Linked DNA regions of Mus musculus: region 1 is linked to region 2. The links are chromatin contacts, called in public Hi-C maps. All regions are on one chromosome and are shown on one strand. The core of a region is the stretch at or near the end of the contact, and the rest is flanking DNA. Distances in the headings are between cores, read along the strand shown. Region 1 overlaps Pcca (propionyl-Coenzyme A carboxylase, alpha polypeptide). Region 2 holds the start of Zic5 (zinc finger protein of the cerebellum 5).

Evidence for each region. Hi-C and Micro-C count contacts between places; a contact is called where the count stands out from the background.
Region 1: a contact with region 2 is called in a Hi-C map of muscle stem cells, with 1.9 times the contacts expected there. The contact joins the enhancer-like site here to the promoter of Zic5 in region 2. A contact is called at or near these places in 6 of 39 promoter capture datasets (the 3T3-L1 cell line, the HPC-7 cell line, cranial neural crest and 2 more) and 1 of 484 Hi-C or Micro-C datasets (muscle stem cells).

The regions. Positions count from the first base shown.
Region 1 is chr14:122,751,738-122,759,034 of GRCm38.p6, forward strand. The region is part of intron 19 of Pcca (propionyl-Coenzyme A carboxylase, alpha polypeptide); the gene reads left to right. It overlaps Gm46489 (a long non-coding RNA gene), which reads left to right. Exons shown (of 2, transcript XR_001781478.1): 2 at 1-1,344. Among named protein-coding and RNA genes, the nearest start is that of Gm46489, 6.4 kb to the left of the region's middle. Within about 2 kb of position 4,039, at least 18 of the 459 cell types and tissues checked have an H3K27ac peak or open chromatin away from gene starts, as enhancers often do. A contact at or near this core is called in muscle stem cells, where this site is marked.
Region 2 is chr14:122,462,463-122,469,404 of GRCm38.p6, forward strand. Zic5 (zinc finger protein of the cerebellum 5) reads right to left here and starts at 3,196. Exons shown (of 2, transcript NM_022987.3): 1 at 1,430-3,196. The coding sequence starts at 2,855.

The DNA.
Region 1 (7,297 bases), core at 2,789-5,288, 290 kb after region 2:
CTGCTGGCCTCTGCTGGCCTTGCAGGGCAACTGCACTCATGTATACATCTCTTTATACAGATATACACTCACACACATTATTGGGAAAAAAAAAAAAACAACCCACAACCCTATATTCTTTGTGTGCTAGATAGTTTTATGTCAATTTGATACAAACTAAACTCATTTGAAAAGTAGGAAACCCCAATGAAGAAAATATCCATAAGATCTAAACCCATAGGTAATTTTCTTAATTAGTGATTGATGGGGGAGGACCCAGCCCATTGTGGGTGGGCTAGTGGTTCTGGGTTCTATGAGAAAGTAGCCTGAACAAGCCAGTAAGCAGCACCTCTCTATGGCCTTAGCATCAGCTCCTGCCTCCAGGATCCTGCCTTATTTGAGTTCCTGGCCTGACTTCCTTTGATGATGAACTGTGACATGGAAATGTAAGGCCAAACAAACCCTTTCATCCCCTCAACTTGCTTTTTGGTCATGGTGTTCTTCAAAACAATAGAAACCCTGACTGAGACAAGTTAGTACCAGGATTATGGGATATTGCTGTTACAGACATGACCATGTTGCATTTGGAAGGATTGTGGATGGACTTTGGAATTTAGGGCTAGAAAAGCCATTGAGTGTGGAGAGTTTAGTGGACTGTTCTATAGGAGCTTTGGAGACAAGAATGTTGAGAGCAGTGCATAAGATGGAAGCCTGGTTTGTGAAGTTTCAGAGGGAAGTTTAAAGACTCTGTTAGGGGCCACTTGCTATTTTGAATTAAGGTTTGGGGTTCTGATCAGCTGGGGCTGAGGAGTCAGCTGTTATCACCAAGAGACTAGCACTGCTGGTGTGAAATGTGTGCCTTACTGACATTGATGCTGGTCAGCTGGGACCTGAGAGATTAGCAATGATTAGGAATAGCCCAGCATCATCGGGGTGAAATCTTCTTGGAAGTGTTTCCTGAGATTCTGCAATAAGCTGTGTTTCAAGTGTGTCCTGGCTTCCTTTCAGTGATGGACAATGCTATGGAAGTGTAAGCCTAATAAACCCTTTCCTCCCAAGTTGCTTTTCATCATAGCAATAGTAACCCTAAGACATTTTGATATTTCAAATTTCTTCATACTCTAAACAATAAAAAGGACAAAGTAAATGTGTTAATCTAAAGGGTTTAAATGTGTATTTATGTGTTGTGAGCACATGTCTCTCATGGGACCCCTTGAGGGAGTTGGTCCTCTTCTTCCTACCTAGGAGGTCCTAGGGATTGAGCTCAGATCATCAGGTGTGGAATTAAGGATCTTTACTTGTTAAACTATCTCAGTGGCCTTGATGTTTTATGGTATTGGATTTTGTTTTTTAGAAAAAAAAAAACTAAAAGTTTTTGTCTTCCATAAAGAATGTGATTTCGGGGTTTGGAGTGCTTGCTGTGCAAAGCTGATAAACCTGAGTTTAATCTCTTATGCTATGGTGGGAAGAGGGAACTGATGCCTGAAAATTGCTTTGACTTCCACATGTGTATCCAGTACATGTGCACCCACACTCACACGATAATAATAAATAACAATTTAAAAAAGAACAGGATTTCCATTTTTTAAAAGTCAAATCTGGAGAATATTATATTCAAGCTAATTAGTTTTGATTGTACAAGTGGAAAAAAGTAACCAGCAAAGAAAATGCAGATTAATACTATATTTAGACATCAGAGCACCTGGAAAGTTACCAAAAAATTAATTGACAGAATTGGTCCCATGTGTAAAGACTTCATGTGAGAAGGAGAAAACCGCGTTCTTGTGACAGCTGGCTCATCTGAGTAAATCACCTGCTTATCTAGAGTTTTTTTCTGCAGCCCATTGTAGTAGAGAAAATGTATCTTTTTCTTCTACCCTTCTAAGCCTCAGCTGGGCCCCTGTAACAAAAGGCAAGTTAACAAGGGGGAAAACACATACATTTATATAAAAGCACTTGAGCCTGACACAGAAGATTTCATAATGAAGTGAAGAGACAAAGAAAAGTTCTAGACTGACTTTAAGTCATGAGGCATGGGGACTGCAAGAGGATGAGCTGTTTAAACTAAGGGTGGTAGATGGGGGCAGTAAGCAGCGCTTCCAACAGAAGGATGCTCTTGCCTCTCTGCAGTGAGGAAACTCTCTCCCGACTTGCTTCAGGGAAGGTCAGAGAGTCTTTCCGGCACCTGTGATTTCTCTAATTCCTAAAGCTTAAAATATTCCATATGCCAAGGTGCATATTTTGGTGTAGCTTATGTCTACCCCTTTGGCTATAGAGCGAGCTTCCCAAACTTCTAGAAGCTGTTACAGCTGCTTGTGCTTATGTATGTATTGTGTATTTGGTTAATTTAGTTACAAAATGTATTTAACAACATTGATAATCAGGACATTTAAAACCTGCAATCCATACATGCTGGATTGGTACATCAGGCTTATAACTTTGACTTTAGGAGGCCGCTGTGAACTTTGTTTCATTCAGCTACTTTAATTTTCACACTTCACTTTTTAGTGAAGTTTTTCAAAGGTTTTACTGCTTTGCTATGCTGGAGCCCACGTCTTGTGCTAAGCAGGCACTCTCCCCTGCAACTGGACCTTCATCCTCTTTGTGTTTCTTATGCCAGACTGTACCTGGCTGGCACTCGTGGGAATCGAATGCACAAGTTGATTGCAAGCTGTACTTTTTGAGTGCTGGTGTGTTCCCTTTTTGTATAATAGGGTAACTTCTCTTACCAAGTGTGAAGTATTTGGTGTATATTGCAGACAGTGTTGAAGTAATGACATCAGCAAACCATCTGCCCTACTCTTTGCTATGCTTCGCCTTTCTCTCTGTGCTAGAGGTGTGTGCTTGTGTGTAGGCTTTCATCCTGTACTGGAAAGTTCCCTTTGAGTTGGCTTTAATTTATTCATATGTCATGGGATGCCTCAAATTTGGAGAGTAGGGGAAAGTGGCAAAGAAATTTTTAGTTGTGTTAGAAACCAAGCTTTATTTGAAACTAAGCTGTGCCTCCCTGAATCCACTTTTGAAGAAAAGCACCACAGGATGTATGCAGACCTGACCAGAATCTAGCTTCTATAGGCCAGTTCTTCACTTGAAAGAGCACACAAGGGCAGGAAGGTGGCCCAGTGATGTGCTCATGATGACTGAGTGAGTGCAATCCCAGAAACCAGGCTCTCTTGCTGGTGAAGCCTTGCCAGTCATCTGTCTACTCGTCTGTCTACTCATCTGTCCATTCAACTGTCCACCCACCCATTTCTCCTTTCCCTGTTGTGCTAGAGTTTGAATTCAGCTTCTGGCATGTATTAGGCGAGTTCTTGGCCTCTGAGCCCGACAGCTGACTTTTAGCTGCTGTATGGATGGCATTGGTTTATCTCTCTATCTACACCTTATGTGGGAGGGTGGGTTGGAATTTTTTTCTACTTTGTGGCCTTGTCCATCTACTGTTGGTCTTTATGTAAAAATGTGATTGCCCCATCTGACCACATGTGCCTGCCACGACGAGTGATGAGGTTAGGAGAAGCCTCAGGGGCAAAATATTAAGAGTACTTAAATCTTTTGGGACAATGTTCTAAATTCTCACCACAAGTTTCTCTTACTACTTCATAGCCTGAGTAAAGGCTGTTAAGTAGAATATTTTTGTTAAAGATGATTTTGAAGTTCTTATCTCCTTCTGCTGGCTTTCATCAACTACCAGAGTCTTTACATCAAAATCCTGGTTTGGTGGTTCAGAAAAAAGTTAAATATGCTATCATGTCAGTTCTTGAGGTTTTAGCCACACACTATCAAGTGTGTACAGCACTTTAAATGCTGGCTTCCCATCTTCCTCCAGAGGCCTTCCAGAAGCGTTGTTAAGTGGGCCCGGGGGCTAGCACGGGATTCCCAGTGGTGATGAGTGGGAATGTCTTGCCCTCGCTGATTCAGTGATGAGGTAGTTTTGAATCTTGGCATGACTCTTTCAGCTCTTGGAATTCCATAAAAACAACATCATCGTCATGGAGCCTCAATGTGCAGCAGCTGCACTGAGTGTTTTGATGTCTTCGCAGAAGGCGGACAAGGGCTTCTCTTTGAAATGTGTGAGGCGACTTGAGATGCCGCTGCGCACATGGAGTTAATTAGTCCTTCCTGGGACTGGATGTCCGCTTGTTGCAGCTGAATTCTCATTCCACTCACCCATAACTAGAAACACCTCGCTTCAAACGGGTTTCTTCAAAGAAAGAGGGGTTTCGGGTTCTATGTTTTACAGCTTTTTGATGTTGGTTTCCCTTTAACTGAGAGGACCTCATGTTTATACAACTGTTATTATTAAGCAAACATAGCTGGCCCCACCAAGGCTCCTTTTGTACCAGGCTGGTTAGGCTGGCCATCCGAGATGAGATGTGTGGAATAGATCTTGCTTCTCAGACCCCCACAGCAGCTGTGCCTTTCCAGATTTTGCTTGTGAGTGAACTGAAAAGATGGCACTAACCTGTGCATAAGGCCTGTGTGAGTGCCCATATGAGGTTACACCCAGAACCTGGAAATGGGACCAGTGTTAATCACAAAACAAAGCCAATTTTGTTACAGTGCAGGTGATGCTTGCTCTGGCTTATTTTACCCATGCTACAGGTCATGGCATTTTCCTCAGTAAACATCTTAAAAAAGAGATGCTCTTCACAGTACATTATGACTTTAAAGTGTGCTGAGCTAGTACTTTTGAAATTAGCTGCAAACTGTCACATTTCAATAGAATAGCTCGCTCCTTGCACTTACCCCCAATAATGTTTTCTTCTCTCTTCTGTGTACTTCCCCCACCTTAGCATCTTTTCTCCGTCCACATCCCAGTTACATCTCTGAGGGCTGTGACATTCTCTAGGACTGTACTCGTACATTCACTCTGCTCTGATGGGAAAGCTCGGGGGCCTCAGAGGCTTTCCATCCAGGAGCGCGTGGTTTGCATTTCAGATCTTCTTGGTGCTAACATCCAAGAAGCTTTTTTATAAAAAAGCTCAAAAGTTACCTTTATGTTGCATATTACCTTGGCCTTTAAGGAAATATAAAATCAGCTTTGGCTGTTGAAGTTTACTAGTGTTCCAGTGCCACAGGTCACAGACCATTCTTGGGTCTTGTTTCCATCCAAGAATCTGTGGTCTCAGGCAACCTGAGGTTCCTGCCTTGGATCTCAGCCATAACTGATCTTTCCCATCTCCCCACCAGCTGCCATGCTGCATAATTGTGGCAGTTTATTTGACTCAATGATCAGAAATACCTGTCAGTTAAAACAGTCAAGGAAAGCTTAAACTAAAAGAGTATGTTGAACGATGACACCATCTAGGGCTATAATGGATGGAGCCAGGCCATAAGTTGGTCATTGAGCTTTCTATTCTTGATCACTTGTTTTATGAATTGTGGCTGTTGGGTGGAACTCCTAGTGTTAGGAGAATGATAGACGTGACACAGAAATATTTTATTACATTTATATAAATGTACTCACTTTGAAAAATCACAGGTATGGTGTCCTTTTAATGTTTTTGCCTTTACAACAGTAGTACATGGTTCCGTAATTTTCTTTATTTGTTGGCAATGCTCTAAAAATCTTGGGAGAAATGCAAAATATCAAGAGTCAGAATGTTAGTGAGCTGTCTTTTATGTCAATTTGCAAGACAGCTTGTTAGGGAACTATTTCTATCTGGTGAAGTTAATATGCAGTACATCACAGTGGTCACGTTTTTTATTATGCAAACAGAGCAGACTTGTTGACATCCCACAAGTCAAATATAAGGACATAGGCCATCATATTCCATCCTCCATTTTTTTTTCCAACTTAGTAACTGCTGATCGGAGCTAGGTTAATTTTTTCTAACCAAGTTCAGCGTGGGGCCAGGTAAGGGATGGCAGAGAAACAAGTTTATACTGTTTTGAAAACAACACTCTTTGAAGATAGTGAAACTTCCTCTGTTTCTGACAATTATGTGACTGTAAGAGGAGGCCATTTAATTCCCCTGAGCTACAGCCACATTAGTGTATTAGTGTATTATGCAATGGTAGACAGGAAGACAAAAAGGGGCACGAGACAGAGACGAACTTAGATTTAAAGCCTGAGCCAGGATGGGTGGGCTGTGGAAGCCAACAGGGTCAAGGTATTTCCTGGTTTTCCTCATCTATAAAATTGAGATAATATCTTCTAGGGTTTTTGTAAAACTCAAATGAGGTAAGGTATGTAAAGACCCCAATAGAGTGGTGTGTGTGTGTGTGTGTGTGTGTGTGTGTGTGTGTGGTAGGAATTTAACACTGTTCCTGTTTCACCTTACCTATGTAAATTACACATACTAGTTTGTTTTTTTACATAATCCAATAAACTTTATACTCTGCAAGCAGATCTCTTCCCATTTGCAAACAACATGTGAATAATTTGTATAAACAGATAAACACACAAACATTGACAAGACTTGTCAGTGTTAATTACTAGTCTGGATTCTAAAATTCTGTTAATTCATTTTTCATATGAAACCCTTGTTGAGGCTGTAACACAATAGCTCAAAGGTACATCTAGAAGTAGTTTTCATGTCTCTGTGATTTGGGTAAGTTTTGTTTAATAAGACTAGTGAAGCCATCACAGACTTCTGTTCTCTTCCGTTTCTGTGGCTCTGGGACCCTTCTAGTACTTAAGTTAAAGTCTGAAGTTCCATTTTTACCTATTGTGGGTGCACCTATGCTATCATGGTGCCAGACTAAGTACTGCTCTTGGACAGTTTGCTCCAGTATCCACCCACCTTTGCTGATTCCACAGCCACTTTCCCAGGTATCTTGTTCATATATTCTCTTCTTCATGGCTGTCCTACAGCCACTTTCAGAGTGACCTTTCTTTGCATTGCAATATCCACCCCACCATGTTTTTCTCCTGCCCCACTTATCACCAACAGGAGTCTCTGACCTCCTAAGGTGACCACTTCAATTGGAATCTTGAGCAATTTTTAACTGTGCTGTGCCGCATAGCCTTAGATTCTCGCTTATGAAACCCGATTCATGATCTCTCTGTTGTAGGATGCTCTGAGGAGTCAATGAGTGGGATGTGTATTAGATGCCTGGTTAACACTCCTTTTCTTTCTTTTAGAGCCATTTCTTTGAACAAGTGACACAATTTAAATAGCTGGAAATAAAAACAAAGGGCACTCATAGTCTAGATATTACCAGAATTGAAATTTCTGTTTTGATTCAATGAATGTTTCCTTCCTAAGGGAGGATGTTATAAAAGAAATCATGGTGTTTAAACTTTAATAGAAGGTAGACACTGCTAAATATTAAAGTTCTGTGAGCACAGCCTGTTCCCTGTGTGTTCTTGGGG
Region 2 (6,942 bases), core at 1,946-4,445:
ATTGAGCACAGAGCATGCAACTGGTCTGTTTTTGTTTTTTTAAGCGAAAAGAGTCTCCAGGGAACTTTCCCTTTAGTAAAGAAACTAAGAACTGATCCGAGTTAGGGAAAAGGAAGGGGGCGGGGTGGGGGTGGGGTGGGGAGGCCTGTAAGGAAAACTTCTAGCCGATCCTGCAGGTCAGAGGGAAGCCTTTAAGTTTTAGGGCTTCAAGAGCAAGGCTGTAGGCTAAGACCACCTCAACCAGGCTGCTCTCATAAAGGCCTCAGGCCAGTGGCCTGTGTAAGGGCCTGTGCTTGGGGGTTGCCTTTGCGTTCCAGTCCCAGATGCGCCGATAAATCAGTCAAGTGATTACTGAATGTAAACTCAGGTTACCTAAGTGTCCTCCGAGGAGTAATATTTCCCATCATATAAATCTCGACTACACTCGCCCTCCACATTAGCCGGGCGCGATCGCGCGTTCTACAGGACCAACAGGGCCCATGCCTCTATGGCCCAACGCCTCAGCCTCCTTCACCAGACCCACGGATCCCCGACGTGGGGCAGAATAAGAGGAGGAACCTCATGGAGTTAAGAGTTCTCCCCAAGTTCCACAGAGGTCTTACAGATCCGGGGAAAGCACCCTCTCTGGGGTCTAGAACCTTCTTTTAAAAGACAGAAGCCAACTTCTCCAGTGCCCAACACAATGTAACTAAAGCCTGTGGACCGTGTGTGAGTCGGTGCGTGAAGATATGTAAATGAAGTGTTGAGTGAGGACAAATGTGCAAGGGAGGTCGTGGTGTCACACGAGTGTGTGCACGAGGTCAGGAATGTATGAATTAGTATGAGAGTGTATGTCAGACCTCGAGTGAAAAGCTAGAGTTTCCTAGGGTCCCAGGTCTCTCCCTCAGACCTTCCTCAACCGGCCCCAGGACCTCTCTTCACGGGTGAGGCCGCTCTGACCAGCCTACAAAACATAGCCAAACCCATGCGCCCCTCCCACGCTGTATCTCGGCAACGCGGCGGTCCAGCAAGGCCCGCGTCCCGTGGAAGAAGGGAGGTGCTACCGGGTGACGGTAGCCAAGGTTCCCTTCCCCAAGGCCCTCCGGACCTCCCGGGGCTCGGGGCGTGGGGACTGCGGACCGTCCTGAGTGCCTTGATGCTGCTGTTGCTGTTCCCGGCAGGGCGGCGGCGGCTGGAGCGCGTTGCGGGTCCCGGCCGAGGGGCTGCGGGCACGCTGGAGACTCCGCCGAAAGGGAGGCCAGCGCGGGGCCCGTGTGTGTTATTGAATTACTTATTCATAGAAAAAAAAAGGGGGGGGGAGGGAGAAGAAGAAAAAAAAAGAAGTCACATGTCCGGGTCATACGTCTGCGGAGAAGTAGCAGAAGGAGGGAAAAATGAAAGCGAACAGAAGGCGAGGCGGTGGCGGCGGCGGCCGGGGACAGACACCCACCTGTATGAGTGCGCTTGTGGATCTTGAGGTTCTCGGAGCGCGCGAAGACCTTGCCGCAGCCCGGGAACGGGCAGGGGAAGGGCTTCTCGCCGGTGTGCACGCGGATGTGGTTGATGAGCTTGTACTTGGCCTTGAAGGGCTTGCCCTCGCGCGGACAGTCCTCCCAAAAGCAGACGTGGCTGCTCTGTTCCGGGCCGCCCACGTGCTCCACTGTGACGTGGTTCACCAGCTCGTGCATGGTGCCGAAAGTTTTGGAGCAGGGCTTGACGCCGCTGTCCGCGGACGCCGGCGGACCGGCCAGCTCCTCTGGGTCCAGCCACTTGCAGATGAGCTCCCGCTTGATTGGCTGCCGCATGTAGCGCAGGAAGGCCCCGGCCGCCCCCGGGAGGTGGGGGTGGTGCGGGTGCGGCGCGGGCGCCGGCGGTGGCGCCGGGGGCGGCGCGTGGTGTTGCAGGTGGGGCCCGGGCCCCGCGGCCGCTGCGGCCGCCGCTGCCGCAGCCAGGTTCAGGTTTAAGTTCACGGCTCCGTAGCCGTGCAGGGCGGCGGCCGCGGCGGCCGCCACCGCCCCATAGTGCGCGTCCCCTGAGCGCGGAGCGAAGGGTGGTTCGGCGCGGCCGTAAAGCTCGGCCGCAGCCGCCGCGGCGGCCGCCAGCCCAAGGCGCATCTGGCCGTTTAGCGGGTGGCCACCGGGAGCCCCGGGAGAGTCGTGCAGCGCGGGAAAGAGCGCGGAGCCGCCGCCGTCCCGGCCCGCGTAGGTGCCGCTGGCCGAGATGAACATCCCGGCCGGGTGGGGAGGTGGGGTCGGGTGCTGGGGGGAGCTGCTGCCGGACCGCTGCTCCCCTCCGAGCGGGGCCCCGTGCATGGCCGCCGCGGGGGCCGTGGCGGAAAGGTCCCTCCGGAGGACGAAGTCCCTGCTGTGGCCTTTGCCGCTGCTGCTGCCGCCGCCACTGTTGGTGGCAGTGTAGCCCGAGAGGGCAGGAGGAGGAGGAGGCGGGGGAGGGGGAGAGGAGGACTGGGAGGGAGGAAGAGGAGGGGCTGGAGGCGGGGGCGCCGAGGCCTGCGCGCCACTGCTGCCCCCGCCGTCGGGGTGGGTGCGGGCGCCTGGGTGAGTCCCTGAGGCCACGGAGCGGGCGGCTGGTGCGGGAACCTGGGACAGCCCGGGGAGCCCCTGGGAAGGAGGACAGGGGCCCTGCCCGCTGGCCTGTGCCATGTGCTCGGGTCCGAGCGCAGTGCTGGCTACGCCGGGGTCAGTGCCTAGGTCCCGCGGGTGGAGGTGCATGGCGACCGCGCGGCGTTGGGAGTGGGCGGGCGGGCCGACCAGCACCGGGAAGCCTGTCATATTCTGAAGCTGTTGGGCCTGAGCCGTTGCCAAATCCGCTAATCTCAGCGCTGGCGGGTTCCTCTTGCTCAAAGGGGGCTCCATCATAACTATACAATCAGGCCCATGGACCCTCACTGGGGGGACTTTTTCCCCCTCTGCCCGCCTTCAAAAACATGTATATATTAGGGGCTCTTTAACTTCTTGTGTCCGGGCCTCCTAGCTGCTTATTCTTGTCCCCACTCTATCCTCCAGCGATTGGCAGAGTGAACACCACATTTGAGCTGCACAGTGGGACCGAGTTTTTGGAAATGGCACGGGTGGGATTGGAGGGAGCCGTGTGATTGGCAGCTGCCTCGGCTGCGCGATTGGCTCTGGTTCAGGCTCTGGGCCCAGCGGGAAACCGCCCCCGTGTACCACACCGCCTGTGCTTTCACTTCGTGCCCCCTCTTCCCCTGGAGCTCTGCATCCCGGCTTCCCCTGAGATGCCTAAGTTTCCCTTGCAGAAAGTTTGCACTTGGCCGCCGGGCTCAGTCCCCTTCGAATGCCAGTCTCCGGGTCGACCTGCCTGGCGCAGAGCGTCTGCTAGCTCCGTGCCAAAGTGGACGGGAATGAGAGAGGTCATGGGACCTCCCCACCAGGGGTAAAGCGAGGGGGCAGGGGTTGGGGGGGGGGGTGGTGGAAGAAGATGAAGAACTCACTTGAACTCTTTCTACTTCTTCTCTTGGATAATCTCTGGATGCATCTGCACTGAATGACCATCGCATTTGTAGCGGTGCCAAAAACTTATCAAATGGACTCTGTCTGTCCCTGGGCCCACGTGGAGTGCAGACTGTAGGTGTAATAAGGACAATTATTAAACTATATTGGTCACAAAACAATTTGATGGAGCGCGGCAAACTACCAAAGTCAAAATAATATATAATAAATCTTTCCCCAAAGGAACAGTCTTGCTTAGACTTTTTAGCTCATGGATTCGACATGGTTCAGAGGACCTAACCTCACACTACGAGTGGGTTCTAGATCTGCTACTCCCAATTAGAGCTCACGGAGGAGGAGGTGGGCGGGGTGGGGTGCGGTTCGAACTTTTGCCTCTCAGAGAGATACAGTGTCAGGGAAGGCCCAATGGCTACTCTCCTAAGTGTAAGCCTTTAAATAGGAGATGTCTTTTTAAGCAAAATTCCTCCTTGCCCAGAACGCATGCCACATATGTGCCTCGGTTTCTCTGAAAGGACCACAAGCTAGAATAGACCAAATACAATAGTTAAAAAATAAGTATCTAGTCTTTATTTATTAATAAAATAAACTTCCTCCTTAAACTGAAATGCCATGCTTGAAAATCATTTAAAAACTAGGATCCTATGGCCCAGGTTTTTGAATGCTGTCCCTGAGACCTCATTGATTCGGAATTTCAATCTCCCAAAGTGTCCTCTGTTGTTTAAAAATAAAATATTCTTAATCTTGTGATGTTCTAAAATGCTCAAATTCGAGCAAAAATATTTTTGCTACCTTCAATTAAATTATAAAGTAGCAATAGGAGTCGGATGTGACCCCATACACATCTGGAGGTGGAGTATGGGGTGAGTGGAAGGGGGGGGACAGGAACGCAAGATACCATACTTAAGCTTAATTCATTTGCAGTACGAAAGATCAACCACCCCCAAAGCTGTCATCAGATCATAGTCCTCAAAAGAAATAAGTATTATTTCAAAAGAGTTGATTTGCGAGTGCCATTGACATCGGTGTGAGCCATCTGCAGAAAGTAGTCTCCCTATGAACCTTGGGAATGCCATTTCTCTTATAAAGCTGACAAGCAAACAAAGACAATCATGCCATCACATTCCAAATGCCTTTTTCTTTTATTGTAAGTGAAGTTAAAATCTAGGGAAAATGCAAAGGGCATAAGTAGAAAGACACACACACACACACACACACACACACACACACACACACGCAGTGTCAGTGATCAAATCCACATCTATATTTGGGAAGGAGAATTCTTTGATGATAACTTGTTTGGGAGATTTAAACATCTCGAGCCAGACATAGGAAGGTTGGTGGAGCACAGTACCATCTGCATAGATAGTATATAAAGGGAGTGTCATGTTGGGAATTACTACCACTGTCTTCGTTTCCTTGAAGGACATTTCAAATGATTTTCCTTTATTCCAACCTCTTGGCAATGAACATCCATGTCAGCAGTAATGGCAGTTCTGAGTTCACTCCTGCAGGTTATCAGCAAAAACAAAACAAACCCAAAAAGTGAATAAAGAAAATAAGTGCAACCTAGTTTATAATATAGACCATTTGAGCAATTTTATTGTGCAATAAAATGGGTACCTTCAGCCCCTTCAAAATAGCTTTTTGTCAAAATTATAACTGCTTTGTTTTATTGAATTGCTGAAATGTAATGGCTTAATGGGTGGAGGCATGAAGGAAAGGCTGTAAAAAATGTGAATAATGCTACAGCAGGGCTGTGTGGAATCTGGAACCCGCCTCCTTGTACAACTCTTGTTAAACACAGCATGATATGTATCTGTCATCGATTTAATATGTCTTAATTCAAATATAGCTCCCTAATCAATTTCTTTTTATGGGAGCCTTAAAAAGAAAGAAAAGAAAGAAAGAAATTACTTTCTTAGAAAATAACAGAGATTTGGGTGGGTGACTAGAAAGGGAATATTTACAAAGTGAGTTGAATGAATATTCAAATTCATGACCAAACCCAGACCCTAAAAAGATAATTGACTCAGGTAAATCGACTTGAGATGCTAATTCTTAAAAGAAAGGGCTGGGGAGCAAAATTTCAATCACCACCAATAAGGCGCCAATAAACCGCCTGCCAATTAAACCTGAGAATAGGCCTAGCTACTTGGTCATCAGGAAGGCTCACTGTGGATTTCCGGAATTGCCTTGCTTTATAAAAGGGCTTTTTATTTTGTAGACGCCCTTTTTGTTATTGTGATGACCTGCCTGACCCCAGGTGCGCTGTTTCTTTTTCCAGCTGTTTGGGAGCCAGCCGAAACGCACTTAAATCCCGACTTTCTAAGGACACGATAACTGTCTTAGACACTTCCTAAAAAAACAACAATTTCCAGAGCGTTGAAGTGAATAATGTACTGGTTTCCAAAGCAGGGAGTGATAGATGTATTCATGCAAATTCTGTCCTTTTCTGTGGAACTAGCCTATTCTGATGGTGGAACTGGTCTTTAGGACCACTTTCCCAAACCTGTGCCCTAATCTGCACTTTGTGCTGTAGAGGCCCTTGTATGAAGGCAGAGCAAACCTTGGAAATATCGGTGCTGGAGGCAACAAGAGCTTTGGGGCCCGTGGATTTACAGACCTCACGTTTGCTCTAGGAACCCCAACATCTTTTCAGCTCCCCAAACAAAGACGCGGGGAGGTGGAAGGCACAGACAATCCCCAGTTGGCTAGAACCCGATAGCCACGCTGCTGCTTAGCTTCCTAAAGGCCACAGAACTTGGTGCTCGGGGATTCTGAGGCTGGCTTCCCGCTGTCGGGAGGGAGGGCTGTGTCTCCCAGTTCCAGGTGCTGTCCGTGCCTCACTTAACACAGTCAAGTTTCCTACGATGGGTGTGGGCAATTAATAAGCTCTAAGGGAAGTGAATTGGACATTTCCTGGCTTTTGAGCCTTTGTTTGATTGTTTCTCCAAGAGGGCGGGCGGTGGGGGGGGGGGAGACATTTGGGGGACGGGGGTGAACAAGAAAGGAACTGGGGAGACCCACCGAGATGCCTTTTTTATTGCCCTTGCAATTGCTTTACAACTCGCCAGTCCCGCGTGGTTTCTGAGAAGCGGCCTCCTTGCGGAAGGGCTAAGTGCCGGTTGGATTTGTAAAGTCTAAGGCCCTTCAGGTTAAGCCCGAGACGGGTTCAAGGGCGAACGGGGCACACATGGAGGACAGTAGAAACTGGGCGGGAGTGCCCAGGGGTGCTTAAGCCACGCAGGGTGGAAATTGCTGTGAGACACTAGGGATGGTAGTGATAGTCCACCAAGATTTTTCTACAAGCTGGAGCCAGCAAGGCAAACGGACCAGCAAATCTTCGTTTTAGCGGAGCTCTGTCCAGGCAGGAAGAGATGACGACTGTGGGTTCCAGGGATTTTACTACATCACATCCAAGACAGGAAGGTCTGGATGGAGTCAGCAAAGTCTAAAGTCAACTCTTCTGGACACG